Linked DNA regions of Mus musculus: regions 1, 3, 4, 5 and 6 are each linked to region 2. The links are chromatin contacts, called in public promoter capture Hi-C maps. All regions are on one chromosome and are shown on one strand. The core of a region is the stretch at or near the end of the contact, and the rest is flanking DNA. Distances in the headings are between cores, read along the strand shown. Region 1 holds the start of Mgat1 (mannoside acetylglucosaminyltransferase 1). Region 2 holds the start of Maml1 (mastermind like transcriptional coactivator 1). Region 3 holds the start of Sar1b (secretion associated Ras related GTPase 1B). Region 4 holds the start of N4bp3 (NEDD4 binding protein 3). Region 5 holds the start of Phykpl (5-phosphohydroxy-L-lysine phospholyase). Region 6 holds the start of 0610009B22Rik (RIKEN cDNA 0610009B22 gene).

Region 1 (4,420 bases), core at 1,727-4,226, 1.0 Mb before region 2:
CTGCCAGAACCCAGCTCTCCCATCTCCTGTGACTCTTTGGTCAGACATTTCTTTCCAGCCTTCTCATGGGATCAGCAGATTGCTAGGGTACCACACTCAAGTGTGTCAGGCTGTTTAGCCAGGACTGGTGGTAAATTTAATCACACGTTGTGTGGGGATTTTTAAGTGGATTTATTTAGACCTTACTTTATTCTAAAGGAAGCGCAGGTAGCTAATGAAGGATTTCAGAGGCATTGCTCAGTGTCTACATTGTTAGTAAGCTTGATTTTCTTTCTCTATCACTTTGTGGTTTGGGACAGACATGTTAGGAAGAATGAGAAAGGAAACTTAAACACCAGTTTAACACTTTGGTTTTGTTTCCTCTAACGGCTTTAAGCCAAGGTTTCTTCAGAAATTCAGAGCATGAGTCCTTTCCAAACTGCAAACACTTTCAGGTAGCCAGGCTGGAGTTTGTGAGCAGCAATTTCCTGGAAGTTTTTACTTTTTTTTTTCTTAAGTTCCTTTTTGGTGGTAGCAGAGTAAGCAGGCAAGCATATTACCTCTTAATTCTCTGTTATCCTGTGACTAGATCTACCTGTTTTTTCCATTTGCACATAATCTGATCCCAGGCTCATCCCCAGAGTCTAGACAGGCAGCTCCCATTTCTTACTTTCTTCCCTAGTGTAAGCTCTGTAGAGCCCAAGGCCTCAGTACTGATACGTGCTTGTTGCTTAGACCAAATACTATTACCCTTGTTTAAAATTTACCCAATCCAAATTCTATGTTGTAGCCTATTTTTTTTCGGAGGCAGGGTAGCCTTTTTGCTGGGGATCATTCTGTGAGCCTTGGAATTTAAACAAAGGGCTGAAGAGATGGATGTGGTGGGGAGTTTCTGTGTTCTGACCTGCTTCCTGTCTAAGTGCCTTGGCAGGAAAGTCACTCTGACATGGCCTGGGCTGCCTCGTCTTCACCATCTTCAGGACCTACTATGTATGGATTTTATCCAGGATGGTGATTTGTGCTCCTTATATTTTGGATATCTTCAGACCAGTTTCCCAACTTTTTACACATCCAGGGAACTTGGTCATTTTTTTCTCACACTTTGGCACTGAGTGTGAAGGCTATAAGTCCCTAATTCCTTTTTATGGGAAGTAGAAAGAGGCCTAAAGTATATAAACATTGGCATTCTCTTGGCACATGCATGGGCTTGACTTTCCTGTCACAGTCTGTGCAGTCAGCTAAACTGGAAATAGTGGGCATACACACACCACACCCACACACAGTCCTCCTCCCTCCCTCATGCGTCAGCCCTTTCCTCTACGTGAGGGCAGAATTCCAGCTGCTACTGTGAAGCTTCTCCGCTGCCCCACTGTGTCCTGTCACATGGGCACAAAGCCATCTCAGCAGTCCTTCTCAAGGGCTCACCAGGGTACCAGGTTTGGAAGCTGAAATGCCTAAATCTAAAATCTGGCTATGACTTCTGACTTAACAGCTTCCATACACCCAAAGCCTCAGACTTCTCTCTGCTGAGCTCTGCAGAGATGCGGGAGAGTGTACAGAGAGGCCAAGAAAACAGGCTTGGACGGAAGGGCAGCTTCCTAGTGTCTCCTGACAACTTTGTTTTACTTCCTCACCTGCCCACAAGGGCCCTTAAGGTACTCCCACTTTCTGCATAATTCCTGGTGTCTGGTACGAACAAGTTAGTGAGTAACACTCAGTAAGCACAGACCTAAAAGTCCCGGTTACCTTGGGGACTCTGGAACAGTAGTGATGAAGTCTGTAGGTAGGAGGGTCTGTCTGAGGTTGAGTATATCTAGTAATCAACTGGCAGTGCCTCTGCTCCCCTCATGGGTGAAAGATCCAAGGGTGGTTGGAGCCAAGGCTTATGCAGAGGGCCAGGCACAGCAGGATGTGGGAGCCAGTGGGGGCTGTGGTACCATGGTGAGTGGACAGTAGGGATTCCCAGACATCTCTGATTCCAAAATGGTCCTGTCAGTGAGATGTGGCTTACTGTGAGTTGCTAATAATGCACGGCTCAGATCTCAGAAATAGTTTGTGCTCCGGGGCCACTGCTGACATCTAAATCAGACCCTGAAACTCCTGGTTGTCATCTTTCCTCCCCCACTCAGGCTGCTTGAGGCTCTGATTGAGGTACTTACCAAGTACTCTGTTCAGTTGGGTCCTGATGAGTCTCCCTGCCCCTCCCATGTTTCTTTTGCTTTAAAAAAATACCAAGGAATACAGATCCAGGGGTTTCCTTCCCCCTCCCATTCATTTTTAGGGTTACTCCAAAAGCCTGTGATTGATTCTTTCCTTCCTCAGGACTTAGGTTCAGTGTACAGGCCTGACTTTGGTTTCCCCGCCCATAAAGGGGCACACACACACACACACACACACACACACACACACACACAAGACAGAACTGAAACGGCGGCAGGCTGGCTCTTACCCACCTTGGGCAGCAGGTGTTTCCTCCCTATCTTCCCTTTTGAAACCGAATACTTGTTGCTTGCACACCCTCACCCCTCTCTTGCTGTTTTTTTTTTTCAACTAATAGTCTGCAACTTCCCTCGCATAGAGGAATGGTTCCCAGGTTCTTAGAATTGAGGTTGGTGAACGCTCTTCTTGCTGAGGAAACGCTTCTAACACCACCAAGTGCTGCACCCCTCAAAGTCGGTGAATCTCTAGATTCACTGGGCTGGACAAGGGACACTCTTGGGAAAAGTCTTTACTGGACAAGGCTCAGGGTGTGAGTGGGGTTGGCATCTACACAGGAGCTGCAACTGAGAGGGAAAGGGCCTCAAACAAACATCTCTGCTACCACTGCCTTTCGAAGTTGGGGGACTTGGGAAGACCCGTTGTTTAGATCTTGACCGGTGATCAGGAAGTCAGCAGTAGAGGAAGGCCCTGGAAGGAGGGGCCAGCGCGGACTCGCCCGTGGCAGGGCGGGGACCAACAGAGGGGCCTAGGGGCTGGGGAGCGCCGCCCCGCCCTCCCGGGGAAGGACCACATTGCCGGCTAGCAGGAAGGCCAACCAGACCGGACGAGGCCGCTCCAGCGCTGGGTGTTGCCGGTCCGGGGCGAGCCTGGTTCCAGGCGGGGTGAGTTGAGAGGATCCGGTGAGCTGGGCCGGGGGACGCCAGCGTCCTCAGTCCTGGGGCTTGTCCCAGGAGGACAAGGACCCCGGAGGAGAGAGGCCGCGCAGCCAGGGGAGTCGGGTCTGAGTCCCGAGTGTGCTCCAAAGCCAGGGCGGTGAGAGTGGCGGGCCCGCCCGGGGCCGCGCAGCGCGCAGTCTCCCCCACGCGGGGAAGTGGGAACTTAACGCACAGCTACAGGATTCCTGGCCTTCAGCTGCTAGAGGGAGGGTGGCTTCTCCAGGAGGAGCTGTTGTGAAACTCGGCAGGAGGGCACCTTGGGTGCGGGGCAGGGCAGGGCAGGGCAGGGGAGAGATGGGGTCGCCCTGAAGAAGTGGGAGACTGGAGTGGAAAGTGGACTTTATGCAAGCCTCACCCCAGCGTCCAGGCTTCATAAGTTACTAGGGCTGGCTTTTGCTCAGCCACAAGGAAAATTTGACTCAATGTTGAAATATGTGATTTGGCAAGAAAACTTTTTTTCCTAGCCTCCTTTCTAGTATGTTTGGAACAGGGGGCTCCCAAGAGGTGCAGAGCCCCCCCATTGTTCAAAATGTGGTTCAGAGGGACTGTGGCCCACCCATTCGAGTCTCCATGGAAGAGTGGCCTTCTGGTGAAGCTTCTTTTTCTTTAACCTTGGCTACTGTAAGGCTCTCGTGCTTGAGAATATTGCTGGCCAGCTTGATTGCCTGTCATTAGTACTATTTAGACTAGAGCGTCCTTGATTCTGGGGTCTTCCCGTTTCCAGTCACTAGTCCTTGACTTTTTAGCATGGAGATCACCAGTAATGGCAACATTACATCCCACTTCTGTTTCTCAGAAGGCTGTATTACAGTGTGTTCAAACTCCATGTCATTGCAACAGGTTAAACTCACTTTCTGCTTCGGACGTCAAGGTATTGCCATTCTAATCCAGACATCAAGGGCGGTGGAGAAGACAAAAGTCGGTTGTCTGTTTACAGAAGAGGAACTGAGGCAGTGGTTCTTCAGGTAACGGCTTCAGGGCTGTCTGTCTGGTGCCAGGCTATAGCAGCATTGTGTTTCCCTTTGACCTGTTCCCAGGTGAATAGCCTGTATCCCTCCTAGGTCTTACCCTCTATACTCTTGAATTATTTAGCATATCTACTCGGACTTCTTTTCAGTTCTTCTTCCCCTCTGAAATTATGGAGCCTGGTACATCATACAGAGTCTAACAAGAAAGTAATTCACTTAGAGAGCCGTTATCTGTGATGGACACTATGTGCTCTGTACTTGTTTAAGCTGTGCTTGCTATCATACTGGCAAAGCAGAAACAGGAGGGACAGTTCATCA
Region 2 (4,743 bases), core at 1,046-3,545:
ATGTGACTATGTGCTAAAAACAAAGGGTGTAAGTTGGGCAGTGGTGGTGTACCCCTTTAATTCCAGCCCTCCAGAGGCAGAGGCAGGTGGATCTCTCTGAGTCTGAGGTTACAGAGTGAGTTCCAGAGAGAGAGTACAGTGAAACTCTGTCTTGAAAAAAAAAAACCAAAAAACAAAAAAGAAGTAAAACCAAACCAAACCAGAAACATGTACACATACATACATACACACACACATATACATATACTTCATAACTGTATTGAGAGAGGAGATTCTGCTGTGGGCTGGTTTTTCACTAACTGCAGATGAAGGTAGGCTGTGGCTGGAAGGACGGCAGGATTCTGAAAATGTTGAGAAAGATCCTGCAAGCAGCCGTTTAGTTTGAGAAATTTGTTCACATCACATCCACTGTCATTTCTTCTTTCCTCCTTCCTACCTCTGGGCAGGAATCAACCACACCTAACCTCATACTCATTTGATTGCTTCAAGAAACCTTGTAAGGCGCACAACATACCCTCGATTTACAGGCGGGAAAGTGAGGATGAGAAGACTCGAGCAGCTGGGTCAGAACCGGTGTGTTCTGCCGTGTGGTCTCGCAGCGGGGATAGTGTGGGAAGGAAGGAAAGCAATAGCCCTGTGGGGCACATGAAAAGACAGGCTAGCTCCGGCTGGCTCCGAAAGCCAACCGAAGATTAAACCTAATTCCCTCCAGCAACAGAAGGGTTTCTAACATTTCAAGAGGAAGGGTATTAAGTGACTGAAAGACTAACCACCAGTTAGGGAAGAGTTTTAACAACGGCCCAAGTGAGAGACAATGAAGACATAAATTAGAATTACCAAACAACTTAAGTGTTGTAAAATTTTACTTTTAAACTACCAAGAATTTTGTAACACCCATTCCCCTCCCCCGCCCCTCCACACAGGTTTCCGGTTTATAAATCAGTTTCAGGGAGGCAAAACTTCTAACCAATAAATCTCGGGATTAGCTACTAAAAACCAAAGGGCACAGCTGACCAACAAGTAACGTCATTTCCCCCGTTCAACAACTATTAATATTATCAGAGGTTTTTAACAGGCTTAGTAGGTTAATTTTGGAACTGTCAATAATATAGCAGGAATCAGGCGTTCACAAATTCCAAAGTTCCCTTTTGCGGGGGTTGGGGGAAAACGAATGCCTTTTAAGCAACTCCGTTTACCGAAGCTTCCAAAGACTTTTCAATTTTCCATTCCGAAACCGCGGGATACTGTCAACTGAAGGGAGACTTATTTCCATATTAAAGCCCTAACTAACCTCCACGAAGCAAAGATCCAATCAACATCTGCAGACTAAGCGAGGCCAGGCCTACGGTGCAAGAACGCCCTACATCCTAGGCAACTCCAACGCGGGTCTGCTCCAAGACGAAGTTCTCATCAATTGGAAATTAAGTTTAGGAGAAAAGCCTACCAGCAACTAACCTCCTGCTTTTCCAGCCCCGATTTCACTCAAGTCCTCAAGGGGACGTTTTCCCAAAGTACACCGCAGTGCCACTTCTGGAAGATGACAAGCGCCCTGCCATGTTAGCCACCTCCCAGGACCCAGACTAAGAAATGGGGGCGCTCGGGAAAGTTTCCCCAAGGCCCGATCCGCGCCGGAAGAGGCGTTTTCGGGAGTGAGTATTGCTGTGGCAGGCGCCAGCCTTACTCACCGCGACCGGGCGGCCGTGCTCCGGGCCGTCCGCTGCGTCCAGGCGCGCGGCCGCCGGGGCCGAGGCGGGGGCCGGAGCGGCAACCGGGGCCGTGGCGGCGGCCGGCGGCTGCCGGTGCTTGCCGGCGCGCTTGGCCTTGGCCTGGATGCAGCGCTGGTGCAGGGCAAAGGTGTGCTGGCGCTCGAGCTCCAGGCGCTCGGGAGACACAGCCTCGTAGCGGGCCTCACAGGTGCTGTGGTGGCGCCGGCACAGTTCGATGCGCCGGCGGAGGCGCTCCATGACCGCGCTGTGCCGCGGCAGCGCGAACTCCGCCATGGGGCAGGTGGGTAGCACCATGGGCCGCGGGCGGCACTGGCCGGGCCCGGGCCTCCCGGCGCCGGCTGCCACTTCGGGTTCCTCCGCTTCTGACGGCCCGGATCCGCCTCACGCCCGCGCCATGTCCGGCCGGGCTGTGGAGCGGGCTCGGGCGCGGCGGCGGGTCTTCCTCCGGCCCCGCTCGGCCCGATTCCAGGCCGGGGAACACCGCCCGCCTCAGGCTTCGGCCTGTCCGCTATACCCCTGCCCCATTGTTTTCCGCGCCGCTGCCGCCGCCATCTTAAAATTGTTTTCGGGGCTTTCGGAAGAGGGCGGGGCCTGGGCCGGCGAACTCTGCGTCACTGCTGATGGACCGAAGCTCTAGCCAATCAAAGGAAACCCGCTGCCCGAGGGCGTGGGGGACAAGCACGTCAGGAATTTTCGGGTATTTAAACTGAACACTCTGGCGAGGAGGGAAGCCCGAGGCGGGCTCAGTGCGGGAGAGTGAACTGTGACTGACGGGAACCTATCCAAGAAGAGCCACGTTTTCTGAACACCGCCCCCTGAAAGCAGTCCCTTCCGGGTTCGTGAGGAACGCGGGTTAAGTCTGAGTGAGGTGGAAGCCTTAAGACCCAGATGTCCAAAGCTGTCTATCTTTTTAGTCCACCCACACTATTTCGAGGTCAGCCATTTCCGACCTCATTCTTTACATACAGCCACGTAATTGATCAGAATTGTTTTGAGCTTGAGCGACCTAGTAGAGATAGTTATCACTGACTGGTACTGTGAGCAATAGCTCATTACTTGGAGGGGTGAGGGTGGGAAAGAGCCTCAATACTGGGGACTGGAGTTATTTAGATCTACAGGGGCATACACTTAAAAACCGACTGATATATAAAATTGAGTCACTCAAAATCCAATCCAAAGCACTGGGTTCCAGTGATGCCACTAGCAAGCAAGTGAGCGAAGGTAAAAAGCCAGGAAAGGACCAAAAAATGTTCTGGATGGTTACTGACACCCAAACTGCCATAGGAGATGCTGGGAGGCTTTGCAATAGAAGACCTCACGAGCCACTCAAACATGTCACCCTTTAACCTCTTACTAGAGTTCATTAAAGTTTTATTTTTAAAATCACAAAGAAAAAAAGCTAACAGCCAAGTGTTTTTATACACATGGAGTTAAAATAAGAAAAAGGAATTCTAAGTTTTTGGTGGCGGGAGTGGCAAAGATAAGTGAGCACTGCTTCTTCCCAGTGCCAAGCATTACAATCAGCACTCAAGTGAAACCAGCAGCTTTTGTATGCAGTGATGAAGGACTGAACCCAGGACCTCATGAGTACGCTGCAGCTGTCTTCACATACACACTAGAAGAGGGCATCGGATCCCATTACTGATGATTATGAGCCACCATGTGGTTGCTGGGAATTCAGGACCTCTGGCAGAGCAGTGGGGTACTTAGCTGCTGAGCCAACTCTCCAGCCCACCATTAAACTGTAGTGTCAGGTACCCCAGATTGCCCTCAAATATATTGTCTGAGGCTGGCCTGCCTCTGCTTCTGATCACACCATTACGCCCAGTTAGAAGTGCAAGGTTATCTTCAAAACTCTATAGTGTATGGATTCAGGACGCAACCTAAAACACAAAATATCCTGGGCATGACTTCCAATATCCTCAAATATGAAGCCTGAGAAACTTTTTTTCTAATAAAAGCTGTTAAAAGATATATATATATATCCTAAAGAATAGTATCTAGGAGGACAGGGTGTAGCTCAGTGGTAGAGCACTGGTTCAAATGCCAGCAATGAAAAAGTTTTTGGGCTGAGGTCCATTTTACACAATGGTAATGACTAAACCATCACTTAAATACAAAACTAAATTAAGGTCTCCTATGAGAAAAGACTAAATTAACCATTATTCAAACAGTAAAAACATTCAGTGTTATGATACAGATATTTAACACGGGCTTTAATATAATGTCATTTAGCAGTGTGACAATCTGAAAAGTGGACAATAGAAGAGTACTACTGGCATGGACATTTTACAACAAGGAGTCCAGCATAGAAAATCAGAATATAAGGGCCTTTATCTATCTTAATTCAGTGCCAGGAATCAGACCCACGGAACCTTGCACACGCTTAGCAGTTCTACCTACTCAGCTACAATACCTGCCCTCTACGCTTTTTTTAAGAGCTGAAGACTGCTGATCATTTACTAACGAGTCAGGTATTTAAGGAGGCTGGAGCTTCAATGGAACCTTGAGGGAGGAAGAGGGACCCAAAAAGGCAATGACCACCACCAGTGACATAAATAAACCTGTCATTGTACAGCCTGGGTGAATATAAAGTAGGCACAAAACAATGTCAATGTAGAATGATGAAACAGATAAACCGATTTCTAGAAAAGCAATCATCCCCATGTTTGCTTCAAGGAGAAACCTGCAGACATGTATTCATTTCTTGCTAGTAACTGTTTATTTCACTCTATACATTTGGAAACGTCCGCTACATAGCTATGGTCACTGTGACCACAAACAACAGATGGTGATAAAGCACTGAACAGGAAGAAAAATGCATTCCACCCTCAAAAGAAATGAACCAGTGTTTATAAAGACAACAGATACAGCCTTCATCCTTAACAAATATATTTCTTTCCCAGTATTTCCCCAATATAAACACTGAAGAGTGTTTATATATATTCAGTGCAAGGAATAGTATCATTGGTACAACTGGACCACCTCTGGAGAAAGAATGAAATTGAAACATCTG
Region 3 (4,207 bases), core at 1,140-3,639, 1.5 Mb after region 2:
CCTGTTAAAACTTCAGACTTTGCTAGCTCTTTAACCTTACAAGACATATTTCCTCATTCTCTTGACTCCCTGTTTCTCTCTCCCCATTGACCCAACCCAGGCCCTGGCCACCCCTCACCTGTCTCACTGGGTCTGCCTCGTGCCAAACTACTCTCAGCTTTCAGTCTGACTCAATATATCCTGTGTGCTGTGCCATGTGAAACCGCCCCAAACAGTTCTATGTTTTTCTTGTTTTAGTCAAAACCTCTAAAAGGTTTCTGGTTTTTTGAGACAGGGTCTCTCTAATCCTGGCTGTTTTGGAACTCACTCTGTAGACGAGGCTTGCCTTGAATTCAGAGATCCACATGCCTCTGACTCCCAAGTGCTGGAACTAAAGGCTTGCACCATTATGCCTGGCTAAAACTTCTAAGACTGAGATTTAAGTTCTCCGTTGTCTTGGGGTAGTGGGTTGTTGTTTTGTTTTTTGGCTTTGGGTTTTGTTTTGTTGTTATTGTTGTTTGTTTGTTTGTTTGGCTTGGTTTGGTTTTTTCAAGACAGGGTTTTTCTGTGTAGCCATGGCTGTCCTGGAACTCACTCTGTAAAACAGGCTGACCTCAAATTCAGAAAGCTGCCTGCCCCTGCCTCCCAAGTGCTGAAATTGTCGGCACTGCCCAATACCTCAGGCTAGTGTGTAGCAGTAATGCTTCCCAATGCTGTCCCCATATTTACTGCTTTCTGTATGTTATTCTGTTATTCTGTCTGGTTTTACACAGGGTCTCATGTGGTCCTTGTGGGCTTCAGACTTGCTATGTATTCAAGTGAGGCCATCTTGGAACTCCTGACCTCCCCATGTCTGTCTCCCAGCTGGAATTACAGGGGTGCACCACCAGGTTTGCACTGGTTATTGTTTCTTCATAACACTGATTGATTCTGAATATTAGTCCCAAATGTGCAGATGCAGGAACTGAAAGCTGAAGTGACTAGTAACTCATGGGGACAGACCAAGTGTTGTGGCGGCTTCTTCTTCTTCTTCTTCTTCTTCTTCTTCTTCTTCTTCTTCTTCTTCTTCTTCTTCTTCTTCTTCTTCCTCCTCCTCCTCCTCCTCCTCCTCCTCCCCTTCTTCTTCTTCTTCTTCTTCTTCTTCTTCTTCTTCTTCTTCTTCTTCTTCTTCTTCTTCTTCTTCTTCTTCTTCTTCTTCTTCTTTTTATGACAGGGTTTCTCTGTATAGCCCTGGCTGTCCTGGAACTTACTCTGTAATCCAGGCTGGCCTCAAACTCAGAAATCCACCTGCCCTTGCCTCCCAAGTGCTGGGATTAAAGACATTTGCAACCACTGCCTGACTTAAGTGTTGTATTTTACAACTCTGCCCATGAAATAAAAACTGGTAATATGGTACGATTGAGATTCTTCAAAAAAATGATCTGAGTTTTTATTTTTCTGTTCTTCCATACTTTAAATAATAAACATGTCACCCTTTGTTCAGTGTGGTGTACTTGTGGAAGTCAGATGACAACTTTCCCAGGAGTTGATTCTGTTTATTCAGTTTGTGGGTTCCAGGGATTAAACTCCTAGTTGTCACTTGATGGCAGATGTAGAGTGGCTATGTAGAGAGACCCTTTCTCAAACAAGACAAACAGGACCCACTTTTGTGTGTGTGTTACAGGGGACTGAACTCAGAGTATTTTATAATCTAAGGCAGGCATTCTACCATTGAGCTCTATTTCCAGCCATCTCCCTATAAAAGGTGTATTTAGGTGGAAATTAAGAAAGACATTTTAATATAGGCTTGAGCACGAGGGTTAAGAGCAAGGGATGTTCAGAGGACAAATGAGACACGTCCAAGAGCAGGGTGTGGGCTTTCCAAAGAATTGCAGGAAGTAAAACATATCCTAGCATAAACTCAAGGGTCACTCAAAAGATGTAGTTTTAGGAAAGAGATGCCAAGTTGGACCTGGTGCTACAAGGTTGCAATCCCAGTTTCTCAGAAGCAAAGGCAGGAAGATGATACATTCACGACTTGCCTGAGCAACTTTGTGAGATCCTGTTTCAACATTAAAATAACTAAAGGGTGGCAAATGCGTTTTGGTGGTGGACTGCAACCCCCTATTACTGAGAGGGGGGAAAAGAAAGAAACAGCCTGGTGGTGGTGGTGACCCATACCTTTAAGAGGCAGGTGATCTCTTAAGTTTGAGGCAGCCCGGTCTACAAAGTGAGTTCAAGGACAGCCAGGACTACACAAAGAAACGAAAAACCAACCAACAAACAAACAAACAACCCCCCCCCCCCAAAAAAAAAATCTCACATGCCTCTTGGGGTTGGAGTGAAGTGGTCCGGAGCACAGGGATTGGTGGCGAGACCGCAAGGAGGCGGAACTGAGGGCGAGCGGGGCCTGGGACCTGCGGACTGTCACTAGCGAGGCACCCGCCGACCCGGAAGGAGCTGAGAAGAGCTGGGGCCCTGGCAGCCATAGCGCTTTGCACAGCCGGCTTGGAGCGTGTAGGACGGGCACGGAGCAGGGTTGCGTTCTCTGAAGTCGCAGGTGAGTGGCAGTGCCCTCGTCGGGCAAGAGAGCGGGCGACAGCTGTGGCCCTTCGGAAGGCCACTCTTTATGCTGCCCACTCACCCAGAGCTCTTGTCTCGGGTCCTTCGCGAACAGGGAGCCTGTTGTTTTGGGTTTTGTTTTTGTTTTGTTTTTTTCACGCAGGGTGAGGGACAACACCGATCCCTACCTGCGGAAACCGCTCTAGTGGCTCTAGGGGTAAAACAGTGGTTGCCACAGGGCAAGTATTTCAGGAAAGAGTGAGAGTACCGCACGCGAGACTCTTTTCCTTCCCCTGGCCCTCAGTTTCCCCATTTGGTAGGATGAGCGAATTAGGGGTCATAGACAGCTGGAGAGGCTAGGACGGCTCTGTGTTGTCCCAGTAAGTGTGGCGGTCACTGGGCCTCCTCATTCTCCGTACTTACCGTATAGCTCAAGCCGGGTTGAATGAAGGGGAAAGATACTAATGGGGGGAAAAGTCAAGATTTTACGATAAGATAAAATTTATTTTGAAAGGTTCAAGTGTAGTCTTGTTAACTGAAGGAAAAAAATTTATTAGGAGTTTAACGTATTGGGATGAAGTAAATTGAACTTACTGTCACGTATTTGAACATTCTTAAATCAAGCTCTGTGTGGGTGTCATCTTACCTTGAATGTCTGTGTCCTTTGTTTAAATATTGGTCAGAGTAGTTACAGTGAAAAAGAAGGTGCCACCTGTACAGCACCGCAGTCTGCTAAGGAAGACACCCCTGTCAATTATTTTACAGGTGACCAATAAGGGTGATTTTACAGTTTGCCAATGATGAGTGTCATCAGTCAAACAGGGCAATGCATGCCTACCATTGCACCTTTTGGTACATTTGGGTTTGTGACCACAATATTTTGACCTTTAAAAAATTTTTGTTTGAACATAGGCAGGCACTCTGACCCTACAATTCCACCTACTCAAGAGGGCAGGGGCATCATTTGAGCCAAGTCTGCCTTCGAAGATCTTATCTCAAGAAAACAAAATTGGTCTCAGAGTTAAGCTGCTCCCAGGCATTTCTGAGTTTACAGAAAAGGAAAGTGTCCTTGTTGTCAGGATGTTAGAGAAGCGATTCTGTAGTTGTGAAGTTTTGCAGTTTGAATACGGTGAACTCTAGATTTCCTCTGCCTTGTGCTATTGGAGTAGAAATGTAAGCAGGACTTGACACAAAGGAGCAGTCTATCAGATGTGGAAATCACTGCCACCTCATTCGAAACTTACAAACTAGAGTGCTATAGCAGTGATTCACCTCATCCCCACCCCTCTCTCACGGACAAAGTTGGCTGAAACTCACTGAAATTACTTTTTTTGCAAAACATGATAAAGTTTCTCCATTGTATGTACTTTTTACAAAAAATTTGGTTATTGTTTTATTAATGTTGGTAATGTTTTATTACATATGTATTATGAGTGTGTCTGAGTTAAAGATCATATCAGGGAATTCATGCCAAGGTGTGGGTTTCTGAAATTAAACTCAGGTCATCGGGCTTGGTGATAGCACCTTGACCTAATAAGCCATCTGGATAGCCTTCTATTGGTGTTTTGAGGATGGAATTTATTATCAGATATACCAGTCTGAGTTGTCTTAGTCCACTAGAGGCAAGTCCAAATTCACTGCCAGTCTCACAACATTCTTTTAGTTGTTAAGACTAGGTCTTGCTTTG
Region 4 (4,624 bases), core at 1,815-4,314, 1.4 Mb after region 2:
TAAGGTCACAGAACTGGTCATGATGAAGACTCACGGGATCCGAGCACCACCAGGACTGCCAAGTGTCTAGGAGGACTCAGGATGTCACCCACAATCAAAAGAATTTGACCTGGTCACCTTGTCTCCCCATTCAACACTGCCTCACCTTGACGAGCTAGATAGACATGACCGCGTGTGAAATATTCAGTTGCTCCTCAAGGAACAAGATCTAGTCTCCAGCCATCTCCCCCCCCCCTCGGCCCCCCCCCCACCCCCGTCATCTCTGTCAGGATAACTGACAAAGAGGCCGCGGAGGAGAAAGGGCTTTGTGAACTGTTAAGTCCTGGATGCCCACTGGGGACAGTGTCAGATATACCCATTGCACCCCAAACACACAGACCCTCACTTTCCTGTGTGCAGTCACTCGCTTGCAGTCTCATGAGAAACAACTGACACTATGTGGTACCCACAAAAAGGGTCTCAGGTCTCAGGGATGAACCAGTGTGGCCGTGAGCCAAACTATGCAAATGGCCTCATACGGAAAACAGTGTCCTGTAGACAAATGTATGTTACGAGACCAAAGTGAGGACAGTCCTGTCCAACAACGGACAATATGGCTTATACAAGGTCACCCACCCAGACCAGGTCTCACTCAGTAGCACTGTCTGCTCGACCTGCTGGGCTGAGGCCATCCCTGGTCTTAGTTTGGAGGCTAACCCTTTTCCTAGAGAACCCAACCTACCCCTGCCCCTCCCCCAACACACACATTCCTTCCTTTCCGTTGCTTAGGAGCCTTGGGATTGCCTGCCTGGGCCAGGGCAGCTGTGCAGGCTCTCTGGCCTGTGATGTGTGTGTGTGTGTGTGTGTGTGTGTGTGTGTAGGAGAGAGCTAGCAAGAGCCTCATAACCTCTGGGAGATCAGAGCAGTACAGAAAGTGGGAGTGGGGGGGGGGTTCCACCAAATGCTAGGGCTGTGCTGCCACAGTAGGGTGTCTATCTTAATGCCCAGGGCTCTGTAAGGAGCTGAACACACCATTACTCATCCAGCCACAGCAGTACCCCTTCATTCCTGTCTCCCTCTGGCCCCAGGATCAGCCAGCAGTGCAGAAAGCCTCAAATAGAGGTACCCAGCGGGGCACCCCAGCACCAGACCCTGGATGCCTCTTCAAAGCACATCCAGGAGGTGGAATGAGGTGCCCAAGGTCATGTTCAGCAGTATGGGAGGCAGCTTTCACTGCATTTCCTTCAGGTTAGGGCACCTCATCCTCCCCGAGGCAGGAGTTACAGTTCAACCTGAACTGCCACTAGTCCCACCAGAGTGCCCCAGGGGAGGGTCACACCACCTGCTGGGGGGATCAGCCTTTCTGAGGGGTGTGCCTGCAGCTGCCACAGAGGAATGACACTGGAATGTCCCAACTCCAAAAATGGGGACAGCCTGAGAGGCGATGGGGGCAGCTGGCATACCCTACCCCCTGGACAGAATTATCCACATTTTGCTCTATGTCCAGTGCTTCAGTGTTTCTGAGCTCTTCTATTTCACAATGTCACATCGTCTCCACACTAGTCGGTGGAGCACGGCATAAAGGACCCTATCTACACATAGGGAAACTGAGGCTTGAAAGAAGGAATCACACGCTGAAAGAAGACTCCGCTTTGAGGACCAATCTGGATTCCCACAGTAAAGCCCTCTATACTACACCCAGCTGTCCCAGCTAGGGGTCACCTTCCACTAGTATACTCTGCTGTCTACGTAGCCTGCCCAGCCCCCCATGCTTGTTTCTCCCAAGGGCAAGGTTGAGAGGGATGGAACTTAACCCCCCTCCCAGAGATCCCTCCTGCCCGCCCTGGGGAAAGAGGTAAGAAGAAGAAATAGTGGAAGTGGCGCAGGTTTAGGGACTCTTGAGCTCAGGAAACTGCTAGAGGCGGTGTCGGGAACTAGCTGGTCGCTTTCATTCAGTCTTGCACATACACACCCACACGCAGCCAGTCGGCAGAGAAGCCCTGCTTGTGAGAGCCTGGGAGGAGGCTCATCTCTAGGTCCAGGAGGGCCTCCCGCCTCTGCTCCCGCCCAAGGACAACCATTCCCAATCTGTATCTTTGGGTTGGGTATGTCCCAAGCTCCCATCTTAATACTGAGATACCTTAAGAGTCCTGGTCCTTACTTTTGTCAAAGGCTAAAGTCAGGACTGGAACAGAGTCCCAGACCTTGGGACGTCCCCTGTTCGCAGGTCCCCAGGTGAGGACCAGACACAGTAGGGGGCTGAGGCAGGAAGAGGGTACCCTGAGGGTGAGGGCAGGTGAGTGGTGTCCCCGGGAAGGCGGCAGAGAAGACAGGTTGGACATCCCGGTGGAACTGCGCCCAGGAAGGCTGTGGAGGAAGCAAGGGATCCCAGAACTACCGGAGGCCCTCCTAGCTACCCAGGGGGCGGGGTGGGGTGCACGTCTCCCGCCCGCCGTCTGTGGGGCCTGCTTAGAGCTGGTGCAGGGGGCGGAGGCCGAGGTCAGACTCCTGCGCCAAGGGCGCCTGCCCCTCCTAGCTGCGGCGTGGGGATCGGGGCGATGCTCCACGGAAAATGCATTTACAGGTCAGCCTCGTGCGCGGGAGCAGAGGACACCGGGGCGCGCACAGCATCCTGCCAACCCCCGCCGGGTGTCCGAGAACGACCTCAGCGACCCGCCCTACCCACTTACCATGCTGGCTCCGTGAATCCTAGGGCGCGCTGCAGTCCCCAGCTCGGTCTCGAACCTTTCTCTTCCCAGGCTCTTCGGGAACGCGCGGGAGCCGGATCGGCGGGCAAAGGACGCACTGGGCGACACTCGTCCGCTGGCCCCAGAGACGGAGGGAAAACCCGGCCTGACTCACCCGCGCGGCGCGAGCCCCAGCGCCCAGCCCGGCCCCCGGATGTGGGGGGCGGGAACCGGCACCGCCCCCGAGCGACCTGAGCCCCGCCCGGGCTCGCGGGTGCTGCGGGGCCGGGACCCCACCGCTAGCCGCGCATGGTGCAGCGGCCACCGCGATGCGTGCTCGTTCGCTCGCTCACGTGCAGCAGCTCTGCAGACCCCAGCCCGGACGAGGCTCTAGAGCGCGCGCCGCACTGCTTGCTGCTCCTCCTTCTCCTCCTCCTCCAACTCGGGCCTCGCCCGCCTCACCCGGTTTCCTTCCAGAACCAGCTTCCAAACTGGCTTGCTGGGATGGGTTGGTCAGGTCTCTGCCGCCTCTTTCTCAGGTAAGCGCCACTTTCCTCGTTTGAGAATAAACCCAAGACGCGCTCTAAGAGCCGAAGAGGTGTAGTAGGCGTCTACAGTAGTTAGCCGCTGGACTTTTATTTTGGAGGGAGGTTGATTTACCTGTGCAGCCTTCTAGGGGCGGCAGGTTCAGATGCCTTTAGGGGCCAGACTGATAGTGTAAATGAGTCATATGGGTTGGGTAAGCCAGTAGCGGGGACGGAAACCGAAGGCTGGACACTCAGACACGTTCAAGAGTAAGAAGTTGGAACACCTTTTCTTCCTTAAAAAGTTAAACATAGATGTGGGGTGGGGTGGGGTGGGGTGGGGTGGGGTGGTAAGGGTTGTGTATGGAGAGATGGTTCAGTGGTTAAGAGTACTTGCTGCTCTAGCAGAGGACCCGGTTTTGGTTCCCAGCAACCACGTGGTTGCTCACAATCCTTTGCAGCTCCAGTTCCAGGGTATGGAACGCCCCCCCCCTCACCCCCACCCCCGGCCCCTGGGGGCATTACTCGCACTGGGTGCACATTTACTCACGCTGGCACATACACGTAATTTTGTTGTTGTTGTTTTTAAGATAAAAAAAAAAAACCAAACCAGTAAGTTAAACAGATTCATGATAGCATTTCCACTCCTGGGTATATGACTAAAGAAATCAGGTATGCCAACAAGTGCTTGCACTCAGATGATCATAGCAATCCTGTGTATAACAGTCAAAAGAAGGACACAGGTCAAACCCTCCAGCAATTAGTGAAAGGATAAACAGTGTGGTCCAACCATACAGTGGAATATTACTTACCACAGAAAAGGCATAGTGCCATTTCATGCTACAACTCAAACCTCTAACAAGTGATGGTAAGTCAAAGAAACCCAGCAGAGACCATGTGTGAACCTTTATGGACAGAATGCAGGCTAGTGCTAGAAGCCACAGGGAGGGAGAAATGAGGATGATCCTTGCAAGTTATCGGGTTTTGTCCTGGAATCAGGTGGTGGTGACAGCACTTTCCTTTTACATTGTCTTACAGAGGGCTGGGGTGTGACTCAGTAGGAGAGCATTCTCTCAGAGGCTGCTTGAGGCCCTGGGTTCAATTCCCAGTACCTTAAGTTAAAATGGATAATTTTGTATCAGGCAAGTCAACTTCATTTAAACAACAAAACATTACTGTGGCCCAGCAGGTACCGATTTGCCGCCTCTGTTTTCTATTTCTACCGTAGTCAAATGTTAACAATGGATTTTTCTCTTTAAGAAACCTCATTCACAGCACTTGGTATCTCAGTCATGCAGGGACTGCAGGTATATGGGGGAGCGGGGTTGCCTGAGACAGATGAACATTGACCATAAGAGCACACGTATGGTCTTGGGGACCTGAGGAAATGCCTCTCTGGGCAAGTAGCCTGACAGAAGCCCAGAATTCAAATGT
Region 5 (4,639 bases), core at 19-2,518, 1.3 Mb after region 2:
CCAAAGTTGCAGCTCTGCCTCAGCTTCCCAAGTGCTGGGATTACAGGCTTGCACCACCATGCCCCCCACTACATCCAAGTCTTGTTCAGTCCCTTCCTCCTTTCAGCCTGTGCCTTCTTGGCCTCCAGGGTTGCCTTGAAAGGACAGATGCCAGAAAATGGAGAGAGGATGGGACCAAGGACAGGAAGGATAGGCCTTTTCTGAGCAGGAAGATGGACTTTTAGGTAGGTTTATGGTTAAAAACATGAAATACCGCTCAGTTGGGGAAGATGGAAGGGCTCTGTGACTGGGTTTTGGTGACAAGATGCAACATTGAGAATGTACTAATGCCACTGAATTGTATGTACCCTTCAAAATTGCTTGTTTTTTTATGTATATTTTACCACAATAAAAACAAACAAAAACCACAAGAATACAAAGCTGTTCTTTAATAAGTGCTGTAAGCATTTTGCAGTTTTCTAGGGAAGAAAAGAAATAAGCTACTGGAGAATGGGGCAGCGGGCTGGCATGTGAACAAGACTGCCCCAGTCTGCTGAGGGGCCTTCTCAGGCCTTTGTTCCAGGGTTCATCAAGACAGTCAGCTCCAGCGCTCAACCCATAAGGGAGTATCCCTTCTCTCCCACCTCCGGGACCACAGAGGTCTCTTGTCACTCAGTGTGCTAGGTAAGAGTTCAGGAGACCTTGTTTTAGTCCGGCCTCTGCAGCGGGCCTATTGTGTGCCTCGGAGCAAAGCCGTTCTTTTCTGGGCCTGTTTCCTGCACAGTACATAAGGTAGGACTCAGAAGTTTTCCAAACCTCTTCCTATCTGCCCACTGCAAAATTCTCTTCCTGTAGCGACATGTCAAGTTTATCCTGTCTAATCCTAGCAAGAATTTCTAGAGATCTCCGTGGTCTGCCCCAGCAGTGGCACCGAACTCTACAGCGCCATGCCAGGAAGGCCTTTGTCCTTCCAGGGTGCCAGTAATTTACCCTCACAGGGTGTCACGTTATCAGCGCAGAGACAGCAACCTGCTCGGGCGTGCCCCGCCGCAGTTTAGAGTCCCGCTCCACCTGGCGGTCTGGGGACACATTCCTGGGAGGGAAACCTCGGGCGTAGGAGAGAAGGGCGAAGTCCGACCATGGATCAGCGGAGAGTATCCGCCCGTGATGACGTGAACTGCAAGCTATCTCGCTTGCAAGTTCCGTAAACGCCCGGGAAGGGAGCTCCTGGGGGCGGGACCAGCACTGAAGCCCCACCCAGAGCTGACGTCGCGGGCGGAGGCGGAGCTAAGCGCGCAGCATCTGGGTACTGGCTGACCGCTCGGCGCCATGGCCGCGGACACGCGCGCCAAGGCCGTCACTCTGGACCTGAGACGTCGGCTGCTCAGGTACCGGGTGTGGGCTCCGAAAGCGCGTATAGCGCCCACCCCGAGTCCCTGATTTCCCCGCCTCCCTCAGCCTACTAGAAGCGGCCGTGAACCACCCCGCGACTCCGGGGCGTCCCCTGTCCCGTGGAGCGAGCTTTGCCCCTGGCAGCCACCTGCATAAGGAGCTGGGCCTGGCCTGGGGGGCAGTCATGTCACGGGCAGGGTTACAGGAAGTCTGCTCTTGGCCTGTGAGGAGTATCCTCGGTGCCACGTGGAGAGAAGCTTATGGTTGGAACTTAGGACTGGAGCTAGCCATTACTAACGGGGACAGCAAGGCCACTGGGTTGGCAAGGAATGTTAGGGGCTGAGATGCAGCTCCTAACAAGGGGGTTTTCTTCAGGAAGCCATTCCGAAGCCCTTTTCACTGGGACTGGAGGAGTCTCAGTGTGCAAGCAAAACTGAGAGGGCCACAAAGGCTTAGTTTTGTCTCAGAAACTTTCTGCTCCGTCCTGTTCACAGGAATGGGGAGGCAGGGAAGTTCCACCGTGCCCTGCAAGCTTTTGTCCATCCCAGAATCAGGAAGGAGTGAAGGGGGCTGTAATGAGTGGAGGTCAGTCTTCAGACAGGGTTGTCGATCCTTTGCCTGTCCCCACAGCTCTTCCTGCAGACTCTTTTTTCCTGAGGATCCTGTTAAGATTATCCGAGGCCAAGGGCAGTACCTGTACGATGAGCAAGGGCGAGAGTACCTGGACTGTATCAACAACGTGGCTCATGGTCAGTATGACGCCTCTCACCCTTGGTGAGACAGGGGAGGAGGCTGAGGCCATAGATCTGACTGATAGCCTGGGTTGAACAGAACTGAATCGGATGCTCAGGGGGGCACCCCAGTCTTTGTGAAAAGACTCCACACCATAGCTGTGCTAAACCAGGCAGGCCTGAGAGGTTCACATGCCAAGGTCCAAGCTGCACGTCCCACGTGGAACTCACATCAAACCAGGCATATATACAGTCCACCCATCCATGACCACAAATGTAGTGTGCTCATCTTGGCCTCGTGCAGGGTGCTGACAGCAGGCCTTCACCTCTATTGACTACTATAGGGGTAATAGGAAACTTTAGTATGAATTCAGCCAACTGGGCTACCACAGCTGTTAGAAGGCACATTGCAGGCAGGTAAGGGTTAAAACCCAGGACTCTCCCAGCACTCAGGGCACAGAGGCAGGGGGGTCTCCTGAGTTAACAGCCAGCCTGGCCTACGCCTACATAGCAAGTTTCAGGGACAACTAGGGCTTCACAGAGAGACCCTGTCTCAGGAGAAATGACTTAATCCTGGGCCTTTTTGGTAAACTCACTGCCCGGTGTTGTAGGTAATTGTGTTAATTATTGCTACCTTGCTTTGACCATGTTGGCACGTGAGCTCTAAGAATGCAGATGCCATGGCTGACCCTCTGACAGTGCCCCTCCAGCTGAGTCTCAAAATACCTCTCTAAAAACCTTTGTTTTCTAGATAGCATTTCTGACCCTCTTTTCCTTCTGCTGGACTCTCTTCTGGGCTCCCCCGCCCCATCATTAACTCCCCTCTTTCCACTTTGCCTTCGTTAACTTCGTCTCCCCTGGATGGGTTTGCAGATAGAGCGGAGGGGGCATCTGGTGGGGCTGGCTGGGTGACGTCGGCCACTTGATGCAGATGCCCCTCTTGCAGTTGGGCACTGCCACCCTACCGTGGTCCAAGCCGCACATGAACAGAACCTAGTGCTCAACACCAACAGCCGCTACCTGCATGACAACATCGTGGACTATGCCCAGAGGCTGTCGGAGACCCTGCCGGAGCAGCTCTCTGTGTTTTACTTCTTGAATTCTGGGTAAGTGAACAGCAGACAACATGCTGTTGAGAACAAGTTCAGAAAAGAGAATCATCCCTGTGGGTGCAGTGCAGAGAGCTTGGGAGCGTGGAGCCAACTTCATGGCGAGGCTCCTGGGCTTCTAGGTTGTAGATCCTAGAGCTCTTTCTGTTGGCTCCCATTTCTTCCTTTGTAGAGGACACCACCGCCTCCCTTCTAGGCACATTGGGACTTAGTGAAGTAATGGGTTTATTTATTCCTTGTGGATTCAGCCCTCAGGTGGCTCAGCAAGCTTACAGGACACCAAGTAATTCTTCAGAGAAATGTAAGATTACAGAGAACATCTAGTGGTTCCTCAGAGAAATATAAAAGTATGGCAGTGTCCTTTTCCGAAGCAAGAATACTAAATAATGAAGCCTAGAAGCAAGCAGCAGGGGACCTGACTTGACTGTGCCTCTGTGTAGATGCTAAGAGCTCCTGGGGAGGTAGCTAGGGGAGATGGAAGGAAGGAAGGGTGCTGTCACTTTGGGGAAAGTCTGCTTGTCCAGGTTGGTCACCACCTGGCACAGCCTGGGCAAAGGCCCTGTGGCATGAAGGGGCAAGGAATGTTGTCAAACCAAACAAAAGAGGAAAGAGTGAGCAGGTCCTGGGAAAGGGTCCAGGGCTACAGTCAAATGGAAGGAGCTGTTTTTATCTTCAGGCCACTAGAGGCCAGGCAGTGCTGGCAGACATTTTTAATCTCAGCAGAAGCAGGTGGGTCTCTGTTGAGTTCAAAGTCAGCCTGGTCTACAGAGGGAGTTTCAGGACACATAAAGAAACCCTGTCTCAGGAAACAAAAACAATGAAACACTAGAAAGCTCCTGGTTGGTTTTGTTTCTCCCTCGTGCTGATAAGTGTTTGATGTGTATCTTTGCCATGTGTCAGTGTTTGCCTGCACGTGTATCTATCCATCATGTCCATGTCTGATGCCCAGGGAGGCCAGAAGGTGGATTCGGATCTCCTGGAACTGCAGCTATAGGCAGTTGCGGGCTGCAGCGTGGGGACTGAAAACAGGTCCTATAGAAGAAAGAGCAGCCAGTGCTCTTAACAGCTCAGCCATCTCTCCAGCCCACCCCCACCTCCCCTGCCCTCATGAAAGGCTTTAATCAGGAAGGTGATGTTACAGGATGGGAGGGCAAGTGTTGGGAACGGGCATGGGGAGTGGCAGTGATGACAGAATTGGGAGGAAGGTCATCACGTCTGAGTCTGAAAGACCATCCCAACAAGTAGCATTTGGGTTACAGTAACAAGCTCAGACACCACTGCCACTTGGTCTTCAGTCTCCTGAAGAACTTCAAAGTAGAACTTACCTTTTTCATTTCACAGATAAGAAAGCAAACCAACTTGATAGAAGCCCTTACCTAGTGTGCAAAAGCTTTTCCATCCCTAGTACCACGGTATAAAAAGCGAGAG
Region 6 (4,213 bases), core at 1,026-3,525, 1.4 Mb after region 2:
CTATTTATGAAATAAAGGGAAAGCTGCTTAGCATCTGGATAATTTCGATAGGTTCAGAAAATGAACCTGGCAAAAACCTACCATCTTTCCATTGATTGAAAAAAAATAATACAAAAAGAGGGAATCCCCCCTCCACACACACACACACACAGGGTTTGAGAGGGAATTTCTTAAACTGAAAAAAAAAAAAAAAAAAGGACATCACCATCAACAAATCCAAAATACTTTTTACAGTTACTGTCAAAGACTACCAGGGCAGTGGTAGCTTACACCCGATCCCAGCACTGGGAGAGACTGGGGCAGGAAGACTCTCAGGGATTTGCGGCCACCACCTGGGCTACATAGTGAGTTTCAGCCAGCCTGGGCTAAAGTCTGAGATGCTGTCTTTAAAAACAAAACAACAACATCCTACAAACTAAAAGCTTTTTTCTTAAAACCAGAAACAAGGAAAGATCACAACTCCATCCTTTGGCTAAAGTTTAGGAATGCAGAAAGTATACCTCCCTTCTACCACTTCTATTGAGTACTTTACTGGAGATAGCAGGCAGGGAAACAAAGTTAATGGGAAGAATTAAAAAAAAAAAATCACTACATTGGGGGGTGGGGACAGCCCCAGCACCAGGGAGGCAGAGGCAGGCAAGTTCCTGTGCGTTCAAGGCCAGTCTGGTCTACAGATCTAGTTCCAGGACAGCCAGGGATACACAGAAAAACTGTTTCAAAAGCTAAACCAAAACAAAGAAATAAAAAGCATTTGGACTATGAAGTCCAAACTATTTGAAGATGATATAATCTTATACATAAAATGTCCTATGGAACCATGTAAGGGCAGACTTAGCAAGGCAACAGGAAACAAGATCAATAGAGAAACAAATGGGTTTCTATAGACCAGCAGCTAGTTCCAGAGTGATAAAAAAAAAAAAAAAAAAAACAAAAACCAAAAACCAAAAAACCCAGGATAAGGGACTATCGTTTAAGAGACACGTCATAAAATAAAAACTATAGCTTTAGGAATTTAATCAAGGCTTTCAGTGGAGGTCTTGGTGGTTAAGATCATTGGTTGCTCTTTCAGAGGACCTAAGTTTCCACTAAAAATTTCCGAAGAATTAAAGAATCTCACCTATTCTTGAAAACAAGTAAATAATGGCTGCTGGTTCAGGGGACTCGTTTTTCCTCATTGGTGTATCCACCATTAAATTGTGTATGCTCCATAAATAAACCCCTACCCATAAATACCCAAGTTAAACTCAGTGGGTACACACGCATGCTCAGTCCAGAACTCAGTAGGCAGAGGCTAGAGGATCTGTGAGTTCAAAGCTAGCTTGTTCTGCAAAGCAAGTTCCAGGACAGTCAGGGCTACAGAAAGAGACTCTGTCACAAGAAGAAAGAAGACAGGAGGAGGAGGAGGAGATGATCAACTTCACAAAGTTGTCCTCTCTTACACATGTACCATATAGCAAGCAGGCACTCCCATGATGTGTCACATACATCCACAATAATAATAATTTTAAAAAATGTATAGATATGAAAATAGAAGGGAAAGGGGGTTCAGTGGGTGTGGGATGAGAGGGTGACAAGGGCTGAAAACCACATTAAAACACATGGATGAACCTGCCAAAGGATAACTAAAGATACTAGGATGGACTGTCATCCTTGCTTTGGGGCTATTAAAGATGGCGATACATCTATTTACCCACAGATTCATTTACAACACGATGACAGAGTCCATTAAATAAACCCGTACATTTTGCTATTTTATTTTGTTATTAACCTTTTTTAAAAAATAAAATAAAAGGTCTTATGAAGCCCAGACTGGCCTACAAGTATCAGAAAATGGCTTGAATTCCTTACCCTAGCTCCCCCTTTCCAGTGCTGCGATTATCTTACACTGCCCCTCTTTAACTGTTTATTTCTGGTGCTGGGGACCAAATCCCAAACCTCCAGGTGCTAGGCAAGGGCTCTGCCCCTGAGCCACAAATCCCAAGGAAAACTCAAAGTACGCACCCACGAAAGTGACTGAACTGTATGTGCCCAGCCTCCCTGGACGGCCCCCACTTTCCCAGTCTCTAGCTCCCGACTTTTTGCTTTGGGCAGGGTCTTGCTGTCCTACAGCACTTGAGGCAATCCCTCCGGGCTCCTGAGCGCTGGGATCACAGGCGAGTGCGGGATTTTGACAACTATAAATACCTCACCTAAGCCGACTTCCCTCTAGTTCAGGGGCAGACAAGCTCAAAGAGGAAAGCAGGTCAGCCGGCCATCACACACACTCAACGTCCACCCCGCGGGGTAGCTCCGCCCACCGACTAGCCGAGACTGCTCACTGCGCATGCGTACATGTTCCCGCCTCTCCGGGAAGGACTGAGCGGCCTGCGCCGGCTGCCGACCTGACGCAAGTGACGGAAGACTGAGCATGCTCAGTAACGCGCTAAGCCCGTCCCCAGCCCCGGTCCGGCCGCCATCTTGGATCAGGGCAGCTCAGTCGACCGGGCATGCGCACATGCGTCTCTGAGCAAGGCTGCGCTAAGGGTTTTGTCCGCCATCTTGGGTCAAGGCCTCATGGGACGTCGGGGTCCCCGCGGGCCTCCTCTGGCTCTTAGAGCAATCCTTGCCTTCACCGCACGCGTACTTGCTTATGTTGTCACTGACGTTCGCCTGGAGGTGTAGAGACCGGAAGCCTGGCGGGAGATGTGGACCAGACTGCCAAGTGAGGCGGAGCTTTTAACTACAAGAATGCCAGAAAGCAAAATGGAGGTTGCAGCACCGGGCGCTTGTGTCCAGACGGTGCTGGCCGTATGCGTGGGCGGAAATGCGTAATGGGAGGGTGGTTTAGGGCGCAAATCACTGGTGTTAGGTGCTGTTAATCATCAAGGACTCTGCTCTTTCAAGTGTATGTCTGCATTGTTCACAGGTTTTCCTTATGTGTTTATTATAGTGAGACTTATCTAGCGTTGGCGTCCTGAATTCCTTCTTCCCTTAAACAGACATTTCGAAGCTACTTTGGCTAAAAATCATTGACTTCTCTCTGGGGCCACAGAGTGACTAAAGATAAAGTTTGGCATTTCTGTTTTCGTTTTGTGTTTGCTAGAAACATAAACAAAGCGAAGTAGCTCTACAAGGCACGTTCTATTTGTAAAAAAGGTGTTTCAGGATCAAAATCATGGTGTCTTTTCCCCAGTGGCTGGGGTCCGACCTTCATGCTTGGCTAGTTCTGAAAGAATAAGCTTAGAGGAATGGAGTTAAAGGTCTGTATTCCAGGCAGCAGGGAATTCAGGAGGGAGAAAGGATGCATGAGGTTTATAAACAAAACTTTACTAGGTGGAGAAGATGTTTGTTTGTTTGTTTGTTTGTTTGAGTGAAGCAGCTTTCTTTTATTGGCGGTAGTGAAGAAAATTTTTGGAATATTGGCCAATGGCAGACTACCTACCTACCTTTGATAGATAAATAACAAAACTGATTTCTTACATCTCCTTTGCTTTGGTCAGGTACCTGCCCACTTCTACATAAGCAGCATGTTTATCCATCCATTTCATCTCCCTTCAAAATTGAAGGCACAAAAAAGTCATTGTCCTAAACCTCTGGTCATCTTGATAGGAATGGGAGTTAGGGAGGAAGGGAATAAAAGTGTCTGCTACAAGAAGTCTCCAGTTATCATTTGAGCCGTAGAAATATGAACATGTTTGTTTTGTGTAGCAGCTCACAAATTTCCATTACTGAGGCTGACTGCTTTCCTGACTTCCAATTAAGGAAACTAAGTCAGTGTGTGCATATTTATGTGTTAGAACACTTTTTGGCTTTGTATACATGTGTAGAGGCCAGAAGTTAAAGTCGTGTGTCAACCTTATCACTCTTTGCTTTGCTTTTTGAGACAGTCTCCTGAGTAGCCTTGACTGGCTTTAAACTTATGCCTAGCTTGAGGATCTTACAGAACGTTCTAAAAATAAGTGTGTTTGAGATGCTCAGAAATAAGTGGATTATATGCATTAAAAACACATTGAGCTGGGTGGTGGTGGTACATGCCTTTAATCCCAGCACTCGAGGCAGACACAGTTGGATTTTGAGTTCAAGGCCACCTGACCTACAGAGTAAGTTCCAGAATAGCCAGGGCTACAGAGAGAAACCATCTTGAAAAAACAAAACAACATCAACAAAAATCTTGAGCAATATAAAACGTGAATTAAAAACATAAGGCTAGGGGCTGGTGAGATGGCTCAGTGGG

Evidence for each region. Promoter capture Hi-C pulls out the DNA fragments that hold promoters and counts their contacts. Capture Hi-C pulls out chosen DNA fragments and counts their contacts.
Region 1: a promoter capture Hi-C map of pre-B cells shows a contact between it and region 2, with 2.1 times the contacts expected there. The contact joins the promoter of Mgat1 here to the promoter of Maml1 in region 2. A contact is called at or near these places in 2 of 39 promoter capture datasets (the C10 cell line and pre-B cells) and 1 of 115 datasets of contacts at active chromatin or transcription factors (extraembryonic endoderm stem cells).
Region 3: a contact with region 2 is called in a promoter capture Hi-C map of liver, with 3 times the contacts expected there. The contact joins the promoter of Sar1b here to the promoter of Maml1 in region 2. A contact is called at or near these places in 3 of 39 promoter capture datasets (embryonic stem cells, hippocampal neurons and liver), 1 of 115 datasets of contacts at active chromatin or transcription factors (astrocytes) and 2 of 9 other capture datasets (adipose tissue and liver).
Region 4: a contact with region 2 is called in a promoter capture Hi-C map of embryonic stem cells, with 4 times the contacts expected there. The contact joins the promoter of N4bp3 here to the promoter of Maml1 in region 2. A contact is called at or near these places in 1 of 39 promoter capture datasets (embryonic stem cells) and 1 of 484 Hi-C or Micro-C datasets (B cells).
Region 5: a promoter capture Hi-C map of liver shows a contact between it and region 2, with 4 times the contacts expected there. The contact joins the promoter of Phykpl here to the promoter of Maml1 in region 2. A contact is called at or near these places in 9 of 39 promoter capture datasets (3T3-L1-derived adipocytes, the C10 cell line, the SN4741 cell line and 5 more), 3 of 484 Hi-C or Micro-C datasets (B cells, embryonic stem cells and muscle stem cells) and 2 of 115 datasets of contacts at active chromatin or transcription factors (astrocytes and large pre-B cells).
Region 6: a contact with region 2 is called in a promoter capture Hi-C map of hippocampal neurons, with 8 times the contacts expected there. The contact joins the promoter of 0610009B22Rik here to the promoter of Maml1 in region 2. A contact is called at or near these places in 6 of 39 promoter capture datasets (the C10 cell line, cranial neural crest, hippocampal neurons and 2 more) and 1 of 115 datasets of contacts at active chromatin or transcription factors (astrocytes).

Annotation. Positions count from the first base shown.
Region 1 is chr11:49,247,576-49,251,995 of GRCm38.p6, forward strand. Mgat1 (mannoside acetylglucosaminyltransferase 1) reads left to right here and starts at 2,977. Exons shown (of 3, transcript NM_001110150.1): 1 at 2,977-3,080; 2 at 3,975-4,099.
Region 2 is chr11:50,290,041-50,294,783 of GRCm38.p6, forward strand. Maml1 (mastermind like transcriptional coactivator 1) reads right to left here and starts at 2,296. Exons shown (of 5, transcript NM_175334.3): 1 at 1,686-2,296. The coding sequence starts at 2,021. Canx (calnexin) reads right to left here. Exons shown (of 15, transcript NM_007597.3): 15 at 3,917-4,743.
Region 3 is chr11:51,761,274-51,765,480 of GRCm38.p6, forward strand. Sar1b (secretion associated Ras related GTPase 1B) reads left to right here and starts at 2,390. Exons shown (of 7, transcript NM_025535.2): 1 at 2,390-2,518.
Region 4 is chr11:51,648,009-51,652,632 of GRCm38.p6, forward strand. It overlaps N4bp3 (NEDD4 binding protein 3), which reads right to left and starts at 3,065. Exons shown (of 5, transcript NM_145974.3): 1 at 2,670-3,065. D930048N14Rik (RIKEN cDNA D930048N14 gene) reads left to right here and starts at 2,946. Exons shown (of 4, transcript NR_027958.1): 1 at 2,946-3,205. It overlaps Gm30058 (a long non-coding RNA gene), which reads right to left. Exons shown (of 2, transcript XR_388627.1): 2 at 4,082-4,624.
Region 5 is chr11:51,583,513-51,588,151 of GRCm38.p6, forward strand. Phykpl (5-phosphohydroxy-L-lysine phospholyase) reads left to right here and starts at 1,269. Exons shown (of 13, transcript NM_028398.3): 1 at 1,269-1,367; 2 at 2,002-2,120; 3 at 3,049-3,208. The coding sequence starts at 1,309. It overlaps Col23a1 (collagen, type XXIII, alpha 1), which reads left to right. Exons shown (of 29, transcript NM_153393.2): 29 at 1-413.
Region 6 is chr11:51,686,359-51,690,571 of GRCm38.p6, forward strand. 0610009B22Rik (RIKEN cDNA 0610009B22 gene) reads right to left here and starts at 2,276. Exons shown (of 2, transcript NM_025319.2): 1 at 2,190-2,276.